2 separate regions of the Anas platyrhynchos genome follow, and region 2 is linked to region 1. The links are chromatin contacts, called in public Hi-C maps. All regions are on one chromosome and are shown on one strand. Each heading gives the region's core, a stretch centred on a gene start, on an enhancer-like site or on the middle of the called end of the contact. The rest is flanking DNA. Distances are from core to core; before and after follow the strand shown. Region 1 overlaps HMGCLL1 (3-hydroxy-3-methylglutaryl-CoA lyase like 1). Region 2 overlaps HMGCLL1 (3-hydroxy-3-methylglutaryl-CoA lyase like 1).

Evidence for each region. A called contact is a pair of places that touch in the nucleus more often than the background predicts.
Region 2: a contact with region 1 is called in a Hi-C map of liver, with 3 times the contacts expected there. The contact joins two enhancer-like sites. A contact is called at or near these places in 2 of 8 Hi-C or Micro-C datasets (liver and skeletal muscle).

Annotation. Positions count from the first base shown.
Region 1 is chr3:95,371,268-95,378,361 of IASCAAS_PekinDuck_T2T, forward strand. It overlaps HMGCLL1 (3-hydroxy-3-methylglutaryl-CoA lyase like 1), which reads left to right. Exons shown (of 10, transcript XM_072036352.1): 2 at 3,621-3,698; 3 at 4,686-4,793. Among named protein-coding and RNA genes, the nearest start is that of HMGCLL1, 73 kb to the left of the region's middle. Within about 2 kb of position 5,659, at least 2 of the 8 cell types and tissues checked have an H3K27ac peak or open chromatin away from gene starts, as enhancers often do.
Region 2 is chr3:95,411,570-95,418,126 of IASCAAS_PekinDuck_T2T, forward strand. The region is part of intron 8 of HMGCLL1 (3-hydroxy-3-methylglutaryl-CoA lyase like 1); the gene reads left to right. Among named protein-coding and RNA genes, the nearest start is that of GFRAL, 49 kb to the right of the region's middle. Within about 2 kb of position 2,407, at least 1 of the 8 cell types and tissues checked has an H3K27ac peak or open chromatin away from gene starts, as enhancers often do.

The DNA.
Region 1 (7,094 bases), core at 4,409-6,908:
TTGCCTGACATGTTTGGTGTTTAACAAATACTTGTATATTTCTGTAGGGTTCACTTTTTTTTTTTTTTTTTTTTTTTTTTTTGATTCTGTTCATATACAAAAACTGTTTAATGCCTTACTTGAATGTATCAAAGTTTTCTGTCTCCTTGTTGGTTCTGAAAATCCTTCTCTTCTACCTGTGGGGATGGTGCACATTTAAAGCCCTCCAGTTAGAGTTAGGGGGACTCAGTGCCTCAATTCAGGAAGCTCAAGTCCTGGTTAAGGTCTAATGTCATCCAGATAGTAAACCCAAAGTGTTTAAACTCTGAATAAGCTCTTAAAGATTTCAGTCTGTTCTGTGGATTTGATGTTTGCCTTGTGAATGCAGATGGCATTAAGCCTGGCACAGAAAGTGATTGGTGGCTCCTGTCACTTCTTCAGCTGTGTTTTAAGGTACGTCCAAACATTCTGTGACACTGATCAGAAGACTTAGCAAGGAGTCTCCTTTCCTGAGACCATTGACAAGTCTGTAACTCCAGCTTCTTGGAAGAATGTCCTAAAGACTTGGCTACTGAGTACTCACAGGACAGGTGAGACAAAGGTGAAGAGGTACTCCTTTCCTCCTCTGATTCAGCTTGGGCCACAGAGTGTGAAAAATGCTAGAGTCACTTAGTAGAAGATGGAACATGTAGTCATTTAGTCCCTGATTTATTTCTGAGTTTTATCCAATGATTATGTACTATAAAATGCATAAATACGACACAGGGGACTTATTCTAAGTATTTGCATCTCTTTTACTCGCTTGTTTTCTGAGCTTCAACAATACAGGACAAGAGAAATTATTAATTAAGCAGAGGAGAAGGATGATGGGAAAAGGAATTGTGAAATGAGTAAGAAGCTGGCTGATGAGGAAATAAGTGAGAATGTTGAAAGCAGATTTATCAGACTGAAGGGACATTGCTGGTCGAGATCCTCAGGTCTTTTTGTTGAAAGTTTTTCTTCAATAAAACCAAACCAAATTTATTGAAATAATGCATCTTTGTGTTTAAATAAGGTGATCGCGTTAGTCCAAATGTTTTAATTGTGAAATATCAGAGTGGTAAGATCTACTGATGACAGAAAGATGGGAGGCATTGTCAGTAATGTATTGGATGCCACACAGGAGGAAATGAGTGACCTTGAAGAAAGGAGCAGTAGAGTACAGTAGATTAAATCAGATTAAATTGAATGCAAAACAAGGCTTTTCTGGATGAAGAGCCAAGACTCTAAGCCATTAATTCTTCAGCTTGAAAAGTGTAAAGGTTTGTCTGTAGTGCTGCCTTCAATTTGCATTATGCCTCGGGCCCTTATGAGAGTCATCCTGTACATCCTTGTCAGTGTCATGGTCACCAACAGTGAATTTTAGTTGGGACTGACTAGTGAGCAGGAAGGCTACAGAGAAAGTCAGGGGATAAGAGCCCATGGCTGGAAGAGATTAAATGTGTGTAATATCACAGATAGAAAATAAAAATCAATCCTTGACTGCCTTTCTGCAATGCCTGTTCACACTGTTCTCTGTGAAATCCAAGGACTGCAGATCTCCCCTTAAGTGGCCATGTGAAAGGCTACGACACTTGATACAGCTGTATGTGCTGTTCTGGGAAGACAGGTACAGCTCTTCAATTTCAACAGAAGTTTTACCACAGTAGGAACTGAATAGGATTTACAGGATTTGGCTTAAGAATCGAACAATTTTGCCACTGAAGTTTTATGGATATTTTTCATGCTCTAAATTAAGCTTTGGTTCACATAATCTATTTTAGCTCCTTTTTTTTTTTCTTCTTTTTTTTTTTTTTTTTCTTTTTTTGCCAGTCACAGCTTTATTCATAGCAAGGCTATGGCATTTGTCTTGTAACAAGAAGGATCAGATAATCATGAAATAAGCCAGATTTATGCCTTTAGTGCTGAAGCTGTGCCATATTTGTGAAAATAACTTGGGAAAAAAAAAAAAAAAAAAAGAGAAACAATATGCTGCAGATGTGAAGGTTTTACCTTCACATTTTAGTAGGTTTATACTGTCAGCGAGTGTGGGCTTAGCACAGCCTGACAAAGTTTTAACTTACCAGATGTTCCACGTGATCAAATAGATACTATGCAGCTGTTTCCCATTCTTTTTACTGCGCTCAGATAAATATACAGTAAATGCTCTGAAATATGTTTATTGTATTTTAGCCAGTATTTTGTCTGTTACTGGAGAGAGAGAGCTTCCTTTAATGCACGGGCACTGAGAATGCAGGGAAAAAACAAGGTGCTCTAGAAATTTGGTGCAGATGACTCACTTTCCATTGCTGTGAGGAGAAATTAGCAGTCACTTGGTAGAAACTACACTGGTGATACTAATAAGGAAGGGATGAAAAACATGTTTTAAAAGTTGTGAGATTAGCGGTCATATTTATGCATGGCAGAAGCGACTTCTGCAGGCCATGCCTGGTCTCTGTGCAAGCTCTGACTGCTGCATGCAGGAGTTGTCCCCTGGAGCTGACAGTTTCATGGCTCCAGTGGAATTTAGCTGCCAGGGAAGGTAAAGGTTGTAGAGGGAGCAGCAGTCCCGCAAGTAGCTAGCACTAATCCCATCAAGGGCTTTAACACTGGAATGAAGACGCTGGGTTGGATTTTGTATTCAGTGCAAAACAGAAAACAGGGCACCTCCAGAGCTCCTGATGGAGAAGAACGTTCCTGCGTTCTTCATCCTGTCTGTTCACCTGGGAGCTGGCTCTGTGGCCAAAGTTGGCCATCGAATTTGTTTTTAAAGACACACAGCTTTTGGGGGTCAACCTAAGCAACTGCTCTGAACTGTTGCAGGTCCTACAGGCCCAGGTTATGTTAACTACCACACCTGTCAATTTGATTGAATAACAGAGCAGCTAAATAATAAAAAAGGAAGTTTCATTTCCCCTCACCTGCTTTTTTGATCTCGTTTCTTGTTCCTCCCCCTTCAGCTCCCCATGCTCTCCTTAGCCCTTTGACCTTACTGCTGCCTTCTTTCTCTCCTTTCACCATCAGCCTCCTGCCTTTTCAGATCTGCTCTTAAACCTGGAAAATTTTTCTTGTCTACCAGGGGCCTTCCTTGTTCTCCTTTAAATCTTTCTTTAAAACCTTCATCTTCCAGTGGAGGAATTACTTTCATCTTTCATTAATAATCTCTTCAACATTTCTTGTCTTCTCTGCCCTGTTCCTTTCAGATTTATAGCCTAGTCTTGCAAACGTTTACACAGAAGTAACTGTTCAGTTAAATTGAGAACATTCAGGTAGAAGCTTGGAGGATGGGATCATTTGTTTGGAAGCTTTTTGAAATGGGAATATTTCTCACTCTGTAAAACACGGTGTTCATTTATGGTTTTATGTACATTTTTATAATAAACATTTGTAGCCTCCGAGGAGCAGTGGAACGTATGTGCAGATAACTTCTGCTTTATATTCCCTAATTCAAGGTGTGGAATATATTCTCACAGAGTTTGAAAGGCAGTGAGCAAACTTACTGTTGACAGTATGACTTTATACCCTGAATAATATAAGAACCATGAAAGAGGACAAGTACAAGCTGTGCCTTTTATTTTAAAGATCTTCATTGTTTAGTGTTTCAGTATCGATTTGTGTTTCAGGAATCCCAAACATCTGGACTGCCTGAGTACATAAAGATTGTAGAAGTTGGGCCAAGGGATGGATTACAAAATGAAAAGGTAATTTTTCTCTTTTAGTGTGTGTGTGTTTTGACATGGATATCAGTGTCATTTTCATTGTGTAAAATACATACATCCTGCTAATCACCATTTCTTCCATTTTGTACAGTAAGTATATTTGCATATATTAATAACTGTCTTGCATGTTAGAATAAGATATTATTACTGTTTAGCCAGATGTAAATCATATTACGTCTTGCTAAACTTGGTTAACTAGGCTTTCTGTTACTCAGCCACCATTTTTTCTCTGGAATTAGTTTTGTCAACTAATTGCATTATGTCATGACATAATTAGTAAGCACCACAAAATACTAGCTAGCTATTTTTTTAATATGTGTTTGTGCTACATATGCTACTGTAATAGGAATAGTACAATAGATTTTGTCGTATTTCCTGGTGAAATAACATAGAAAGGAAACAAAATCGCTCTTTTAATATTATTTGCCTGAAGGGGGATTGGGAAGCATGGAAGAAGATGGAAAGAGACTGTATAAAATACAGTACATGTGTCAAAACAATCATCCCTTTCTGCAAACGGGAGGTTAAGCTTATACATGTTGATACTGATATTAAAGGTGTTAGTAGAGTAAATGGTATTAACAGAATAGGAGAATTACTCTGCCTCAGCCTTGGAGCTTTTTTTTATCCCATTTTTCTGTGGGTGGACTCTTCTGTATTATTTTCCTTCATCACTTATTTTCTAGGCTGATCTTTGGTTACTAACAATTAGGACAGATCTATAAACAGTTACATGGAAGTGTTTCTTTATTCTTTTGTAGTGGGCAAAGAAATGGAGTAGGATCTTGTATACTTCCTAGTGCTTTTCCTGTATTGTAGCTTCCTACTCTCATTAAACAGTATAGTCATGGTATAATGTACCAGTGTAATTCATGATTTTAAAATACATGTATTGATTATGTACGAAAGACTTATGAAAGTTTCTTACTGCATGAAATACTTTACTATAGCATGTCTCCATGTTCACAGGTGATAGTCCCAACTGATATCAAAATTGAGTTAATCAACCGGCTTTCCAAAACAGGCCTTTCTGCAATAGAAGTGACAAGTTTCGTTTCATCCAAATGGGTGCCTCAGGTATGTAAAATCATCACCATTTCTACTTTCAATTTACATGTAATTCCATGCAGTGAACGCTTCCAGTAGTATTGTCTGTATAAATAAAGAAGACAATGGAACAGGAGTAAATTATCATCATTATTATTTTTTTTTTTTTTTGTAAAATCAGATGCTGTAGTCAGGTGCTGTTTACACAATTTTCAAGTTTTGTGGTTTGATTTAGGTCCACTGAACTTGGGCTAATTATTAAAAGTAGTCCAAATGCACATGCATACTATATATGCTAGGACTATACATACCTTTATCTGTCTGCCCCACTAATTGTATTCCAATGAAAAACATCAATCTGGAAGAATTTTTATTATATTTACCTGTGTCCATTGAAGGGCTTGTTGGAACACAAAGGTTTGTAACTTCTAATTATAAGGTGCTCTGCCAGCTAATGTTATCCATAGCCATGAGTTGCTTGCCTTGGAGGGGGGGTTACCTATGGTGAGTGCAGACATAGTCGGTGTCAACAATTGAAGAAAATGACTGGAGCACTGCAGTGGATGACTACGTACTCTTCAGAAGGAGTAGGCTAGGAAGGAGAGGTGGTGGGGTAGCCCTGTATGTTAGGGAGTGTTTGGATTGTCTTGAGATTGATAATGGTCATGACAGGGTTGAATGTTTTTTTAGAGGAGGTTGTAGTGAGGTGGGCATTGGTCTTTTCTCCCAAGCAACAAGCAATAGGACAGGAGGGAATGGCCTTAAGTAGTGCCAGAGGAGGTTTAGTCTGGATAATGGGAAAAATTTATTCACTGGAAAGGTTGTGAAACACTGGAACCAGATTGCCCAGGGAAGCAGTTGAGTCACCATCCCTGGAGGTATTTAAAAGATGTGTAGTTGTGGTGCTTGGTGACATGGTTTAGTGGTAGACTTGGCAGTCTACCACTGTTAATGACTGGACTTGATGATCTTGGAGGTATTTTGCAACCCAGGTAGGTGATTCTGTGATAACATGGCTACTCATGGTCTTGGCTGCTCTGAGTGAAAAGGCAGTGTAGGCCATGTCAAGACTTCTTAACAGAGCTGTTCTTGGGAGCCTCTGCAAAGCCTTATTCCAGCTTTTTCTTGCTTCTAGCTTTGTTCTCCTGCCTTTCTGCTTTCTTTCCAAATCTGAAATATTAGACATTGTCATCACCCTCCAAACGTAAAAAAAAAATTCAGGTGATTTCCAATTTCTTCCATGCAGCACTAGGGCAGGAACTTGTGTGTGTTGTGTGCAAGGAACAGCAATAAGTGAGGAATGGGAGAACTGAGTTACAGGATGCTGAGTGGGGATAAAAGGTGTGGGGACAATGGATTGACACCATGAGTAAAGACCAACTGGGTTATAGGATTCTGAGCTACTTTAAAGTGAGTTGCTTCATCATTTATGTAGTGATAAAGAGTTGAGAACATGAAGTCAATTTACAGAGTGACAAATTCAAGTATCCATATGAAGAGCAGTGCAGCTGATCTCTGGGGAACATTCATGGCAGAGAGGACTTCTTGTGGAAGCAACTCCAATTCAGAGATGTAGAATCAAGTGAAGAAAATCCAGGTACCCAGAACTTGTACAAATGGAGGAAACTTCTCAGAAATGCTCCCTAGCACCAAACCAAGGCAGCAGACTCCACTGAGTCTGAAACTAAAATCCCACTGTATGCACACGAACAGTTGAGTATTTGTATGTTTAGTAAGGACTGTACAAGTTATTTACAAAGTAAAACTTGAAAGTAATTAATATGAGAAAATATTTTTTTAACAACAATTTTGTTTGCACATCTTCTGTCAAAATGTATAAAAACTTTTGTCCAGTTTAAGCTGAGAATGCATCCTGGAACTGAGCTGTGTTCCAGGCTTTCCTCTGGGAAAAACATGGTATGATCATACTTTTTCTTATCATGAGCGAGCACAGTGAACTGGCTGTACAGCACATACTGATTAATTTTAATGTTCCTAGGATCACTAGAGAAGGGCCCAAAGGAAGGATAATAGGAAAGAGAGAGAGAACACTGACAAAGCAGGATTTCTTTGATGACAACATAGGAACAATATGCATTCAGACTGTGTTGATTAAAAGTGTATATGCTAGGTTTTTGCAAGTGTCGTCAAGCTTTGGTGGTAACAGTATGGGCCATTAAGAATACCAAATTTAGAACAAGTTTGTCAGTTTTAGGAAAAATGATCAATCCCTTCTTATCTTAAATTAATGTCTGAATATTTTATTTTAATGGCTTTATTTGTGTTTATTTATTTTAATTTAAAAGATAAGATTGTGTTGCTCTGATATGA
Region 2 (6,557 bases), core at 1,157-3,656, 37 kb after region 1:
CACACGAATATTTCCTACCCATTGGCTCATCCCAGATCTGCTTCATCCTAGCAGGCTAGTCCCATTCTCCCCTCTTAGCCTCCTTCCCACGTTCTTCACCAATTTCTGTCTCATCAGACTACCTGTCTGAATAGACTTAGAACTACCTCCTCATTCTTAAATATTCTCCAGTTCTAGTTATATCTTTCCTTTATTTTTTTCCCCCACTGAATTTCATGATGTTTCCCAGGCTGTATTTATTTTTGTCATATCTCCATTTGAATCAGTCACCTTTCTTTCTGCTGCCTGGGTCCAGTGAAGTGTCAACTGGCTACATCTATGCATGTAAACTAAATGTGTCCGGGCTTCTCTGGCATTGACGACGATTGATATGAAGAAGCTTGCATCCATAAAATCAAATTCTTACCCTACAAAACAATGTCATAGAGGTCATTCTTACCCTACAAAACAAAGTCACTGCCATCTATGAATGATTTCTGAGTGGTGCTAGTTTCCGAAATGTGCCTGAGATTGTTTGTTGGAACCCTACCTGTCCCAGGCCAAAGCCATTCCAGAGACTGTGGCAAGAGTCACACACAGTGGACAATTGACTTCCAGTACTTGGAAGTCTTCCCCAACACAGTTTAGTCTACTGGTGATATACACAGCAACAAAAGAATGCACATTTCTGTATATTAACAACACAAAAAATAATTCGTGCTGTCATTCCTAGTGGCTTTTGGAGGCTGTCCCCATGGCTGAGGTTTCAGAGGTTCTGGTCAGCCTTGGCTGTGTTCTGTGCTGCTGGAGTCCCAGAGGATTTTCACTGCCCTTCTGATACAAGTCTTCATGATGCAGCTGTACTCTGTGTCTGTCTGTACAGCCGAGGTGGGACTCCCCAGATTACACGTCCTTGGTTCAAGGCGTGGGGTCATGAGCACTTCAGGAGGCTATCATTAATTACCATGAGAAAAGCAGCGCATTTGAGTTGTTTTGAAAAGCTGAACTGTTATGGCTATTTTTTTTTTTTTCCAAAGCAATCAGTTCAGGGCAGATATCTGTCCCATAGGATTTCAGCTTGATTAATGAAAAATTGGCAAAGCTATAACATAGTGTACCATAGGATCTGAATATGGAAGATGCTGGCCAATCTTTGCAGCTGATTTTGCTACCATGTCAATTTAAATTAAATTTCTAATTTAAAAATGCCACAAAAGTAATGTCTGTTTTTAAAAAATCATAATCTAAAACATATTCTAGATTAATACTTAGTTCATGTTAATAGACTACCTATTTGTTTCTGTGATTAAGATGTCCTTATGATGGTAATTCTAGGATATCTAGTTTTAGGTCCTTGCTACTTTGGAATATCTTAGTATGCCAATAGTTGTGTACCTAGCTTTATGTTTTCAGCTAGTCTCCTTCTGGACTAACTGTGGTATAGCCTTATTCTTTTCACTTTCTTTTTGTTTTGAGCTTACGTGCTGTACACTGAAAAGCTGTGTGGTGCACTGACAGTAATACCATAGTACTTCAAAATAATTTAGAAACAATTCTAAAAAAAAATAAAAGTTTGGTGAGGATACAATTATATTAAGTACATGTAAGGACATATTTTCATGGTATTCTAAAAAGAACTTATTTCTATAAGAGTTGCTTTACTTGTTTTTAGAAATTCTCCCTAAAATCATATTGCGTTTCAATCAGGCTATGACTCTGCATCCATCGGTTAGAAGAAGATAAATAGCTTTTAAGCATGTGTATTTTTCCATACTGTCAAAATGTCTCTCTCTCCCTTTTTTCCCTAAAGTAATTATTTTTGAGTTTAACAGTAAGTGTAAAGTAAGGACAGAATTGCAACAGTGCTTCCCACTTGGGACTGATGTTTCTTTTCATGACCTTATGTTAATTGTGAACATGGTTATTCTAGTTTATGCCTGGAAAAAAGGTATTGCATGGAAGCTGACTTTTAGACCCAGGTGAGGGTCAGACTAGCTTGCCATGGCAGGAACAGTCCTGGGAAATAGCTACAACTGGGTCGCAAATCCCAGTGTCTCCAGTAGGGAAGTGCAGTGTTTACAGGATGATGCTTACTTCCTTTTTGGGCAGCTCTACAGACAGCTGTGCTGAGGGGGTGGAACTAAACCTCTGGCCATTCTTGCATATTTATGGCTCCTCAGAACCAATTTTGTTACAATTCAGCAAACAATGAAGGAGGGAGATTTACTTCCTATTGTTGAGACATATCAGGTGGCTTTAAACAAGCTGTCGGGATGTTTCCTAGGGTAAATTAAACATCTAAAACATTTAAAAATTCTCTGCAGAAAGTGCAGAGGTACTTTCATCAGACATAGTGAAGTTGCTGAGTTCACTCTAACAGAGTGTGTTGGGTACATCTTTGTAGCTGTATGAGAGCAAGTGAACATTTTGCATAACTGGAATAAGTCGAAGATGACTCTTCAGGCAAGACAGAAACCAAAGCCGATGCAATACTTAAAATATGACAATCATCTTTTCTTTCTGTGCTGTCCAAAAGCAACAGTGAACCAGTCTTCCGAAGTAATACATTTGTCATTTATCTCTTTTTTTTTTTCTTTTGAAATATTACAGTATAAATTGAAACAGCTAGGGTTTCAAAAATAAAACCTTTTTGATCATTGTAAAGATAAATGAATGATACACTCCTTAATTTTTGCCAGCTTGCATATTTTCCTGTTTATTTAATTTTTTTTCTCCTTTGTTGCGTACTGCAAGTATTATACAGTGACAGATTGTCAGAGGCAAATGATGTGATTTGCTTAAAGTCCTTTCAAATGCAGAAAGTAAGCAATTATAAAAAGATTTTTCTCTGATCTTTTTCCTTATAGTTAGATGTTACTCACAGTAAGAGTTGTACCAGCCTGTAACAGTATTTGATGTATATTTTCCTCTTAGGAATAAACTGTATGAACAGAGTAAAAGTAGACTTAGCAAGTAGCAAGGCAATATAATGTGCATTTGCAGCAAAAGAGAAGATGCTAAATTGAATGTTTTTTAAAACAAAGGCAGTGATCTGGCTTTACTGTTAGAAGATATTTTAGATGAGCAATTTGCAACTTTATATATATATATATATATATAAAGGAACTTTATGCAGCATAAGGGGAAAAAATGTAAGATTATATTTTGTGACTGCCCACCTTGGAAGGCAAGATTCTTTTGGAGGTACTGTAATGTAATAAGGTATTGTAATGTAATGTAATGGGTATTACAAAATTGATCCAGTTGTAATGGAATAGTAGAAGCTGAGAAACTGTTACACTTTCTTTTAAAGTTTACTGCATTATGATGAAATTCATGGTGAAAACTTTATGTTAAATAAAGACGCACTCTGACACACAGTGTCCAAAAAGATGCCCTATTTGATTACATGCTCTTTGGTCACTGCTTTACTGTAGTTATTAACTGTTTAATCCCTTCCTGGATTTCTACTCAGAACATTATATTGTAGCAGAAAATGGAAAGTTCTACTTCCTTGAAATTACATAGATGAATGAATAAAACATATATTCCAGAGTTCTTAAAGGGAAGTTACTCCTTGGTTCTGAATCTTTGCAGTAGAAGCTATATTTTCCAACAAAATCTTACTGGTCCCATTTGTTAAATACATTTGTCTGAATCTGGAATAAAATTAAGCAAATGTATAGCTATTTGCAAATTCGGGGTTTATTTAGTGGGAATGAATTAAAAAAACAAATGTACTAATGGAAATAACCTACTATTTTTGTTGCAAAAGATGTAGAAGGACTATTTTTTGTTGCAAAAGATGTAGAAGGAAATAATAAAAATATAAATAATAAAAAATAAACCAAATATTTAGTACTTTATTATACCATAACATGTACTGAAATTTTGCTATAACTTTGGCTTAACTAACTGTGAACCTGGTCTTCCTCTGGAGAATGAGGTGTGTAAAAATGAATACATTTGTTTTTGTTGTTGGGTTTTGCTTTATGTTTTTGTGGTGGTGCTGTAATTTTTTTCCATGCAATGATTTTCAGAATCCTGATACCAATGAAGAAAAAAGCAGCAGTATAGCTTTGTAAATATTTTATAAAATGTCCATCTGAAGCCCCTCAACTTCTGCTAATTAGAGGCCATACTGTGGAGATTGACAGGGTAAATTACCAGTTAATGTTTACACAACAAAACACATGCCCAGTACAATATCCTACACTGATGTTACTGAAACCAGAGTCCGGAAATGTACAGTGGAAACAAGACGTGGTACTTTTCTTGTGCCAACACAAACAGCAATTACAGCACAGTGTGAGAGAAGTCATAAGGAATACTACTGCATATCAGTAGTTCAACGAAGTCAGCACTTTTGTGTAATTGCAGGGGAAAAGGGCTGAAAAACATTACAGATCTCAGCAAGAAATGGCCCTTTATACTTTTAAACTGATCCTTGATAAAACAATGCTGGGGTCATGAGAAGGCTACTCTGCCAATTTTGCTTCACTGTGGGATCCATTGACATCTGGCTGAGCTGCGGAAGCTGGAAAACTTCTTTAATATTCTCTTGACAGTAAAATGGACATGTGGAAAACATTCTAATCTGTTAATCTTTGGTGCTCCTGAAGAAAAAGGACATTTGGCTTTATACTTTGTGATGATAAATATTAAGTCTCCAGGTCTAGCTGTATATAAGTTGAAAGCGTTCAAATGGAGAATGCAGTTCTTATTTTCCAAATATGGAAGAAGATGAATATGCACCTGTGTAATCCAGATGATGTAATAAATGCCAGGAACTTTTTTCTATGGGTAGTTTACCATACATCTTGGCAATTTACTTTTCTTTATGGTGAATGTATTTTGTCAATGAATATTAGGGAGTAGAATCTCCAAACTTCCTTATATCCTACATATGAAAACAAATTAAAGCATTGTTTCACTCAAGGGAGTATGAAAATAAAAGTCAGAGAGATTCAAAAAAGTAGTTATACCTGAATAAAAAGTACAGGTTTTTATGTAACAGCATTGACTGTAAAAATCCTTTTTAACCTGAACTTTAAATCTAGTATGGAGTGATAGTGAATGATGGAGATACACATTTATTCAACTTGAGATAGAATGTACAATTCTTTGTTTCTGCCATGAAGTATATTACTAGAAATGAGAAGAAAGAGAATTATTTAACAAATTAAAAAGTAACTGCTATTAGCATATACTATGCATTGTAAATAAGAAACATTTATTGTATGTATTAACATAAAATGGGGATGATACCAGGGGAAAACTAAACTAGAATTCAAAATTCTGAACATGCTTTTAGTACATTTTTAATTAGTCTGAACAAGTAAAACAATTAATAAAATAATGCATTCATACATTTGATGAAAGTTAAACTGGCTTTCTTGATCAAAGTAGCCGACTACATCATTATAACACATGTGCCCTGCTGGAAATGTGTGACTTCCTTTAGGTATCTTCTTTTACAAAATAAGTCACCTTAGGAATTAAGAGAACTGTTGCTTCTTCTGAAAGCAGTGAAATTAATACAGTAACATTTAAAAAGATGAAAACAGATTTTTGTTCTCTGATACAATGAGATCCTTTTCTTTCTGCCTGCTTATTGGGGAATCATGTTTCATTGATTGTCACTGGGATCTACAAGAGGCGTCAAATCTGGGAATTCCAACTGCAGGTTAGAACTATTTTAGCAGTTGTAATAATAATGATACAGTCTTGAAGTTCATGCCTTAGCTCAAGCAAGGTCCCAGAGAGTAATAAATTCTTATTTTTAGTAAAATAAGAATTAGTCCAATTTACCTCTGGAAGGCTGGGCAGTTTCAAGAGAGCTAGGTCTGTATGAAATAGATCCTTGTAAGCAGTTGGAGTGTGCTGCCAGGGCTTTAAATGTTGCTGTTGCGTAAGGAAATTGAAAGTGCAATAAAATGTAGTTGAGAAATGGAGGGGTAAAGGCGAAATTGGAGAGGGTCTAGTCTTCTCAAGGAACATGCACAGAACCCACCACCATCCTGGTGTTTCTGAAGTAGCAGAAAAGTTTAGCTTCAGCAGGATCTTCTATTTAGATGTTGCCATGGGTTTATGAATTTTGATCCATTGAGCTTCCCAAGCTTCCACTCCAGTGAGCCAGTGGTGGTTTCAGACTGTGAAGACCACACATACTCTATGGGTGACCAGCCTGTAGACATGGAGATGATGCTTCTGTAGGACTCCACAGGACATCTGGAGATGAGCCCCAGGGATGTGGGGGAGGTCCCTGTTTTTGCTGACAGGGTGGCAGGTGGGTGGGATTTCAGAGATAATGTGGGGAATGAAAGTCAAAACAAAGTGGTTTTTGTGGGTGGGTGATGTTCCTGGCTCTAGGGGAGTCAGGTGCTGCTGTGTGAGGGCTCTGGCTGAATGAAAGTCAGATGGGACTTAAATGCTGTTACCATTTCACTCCTTAAGATACCCTGATGCTGACATACCATAATACTGCCATGGAATGAAATAGTTCTGTTCTGCTTTTCCAGCTTTCTTGTAAACACTATTATTGCTACAAATGTACTTTATTAAAAAAATGTTTTTTT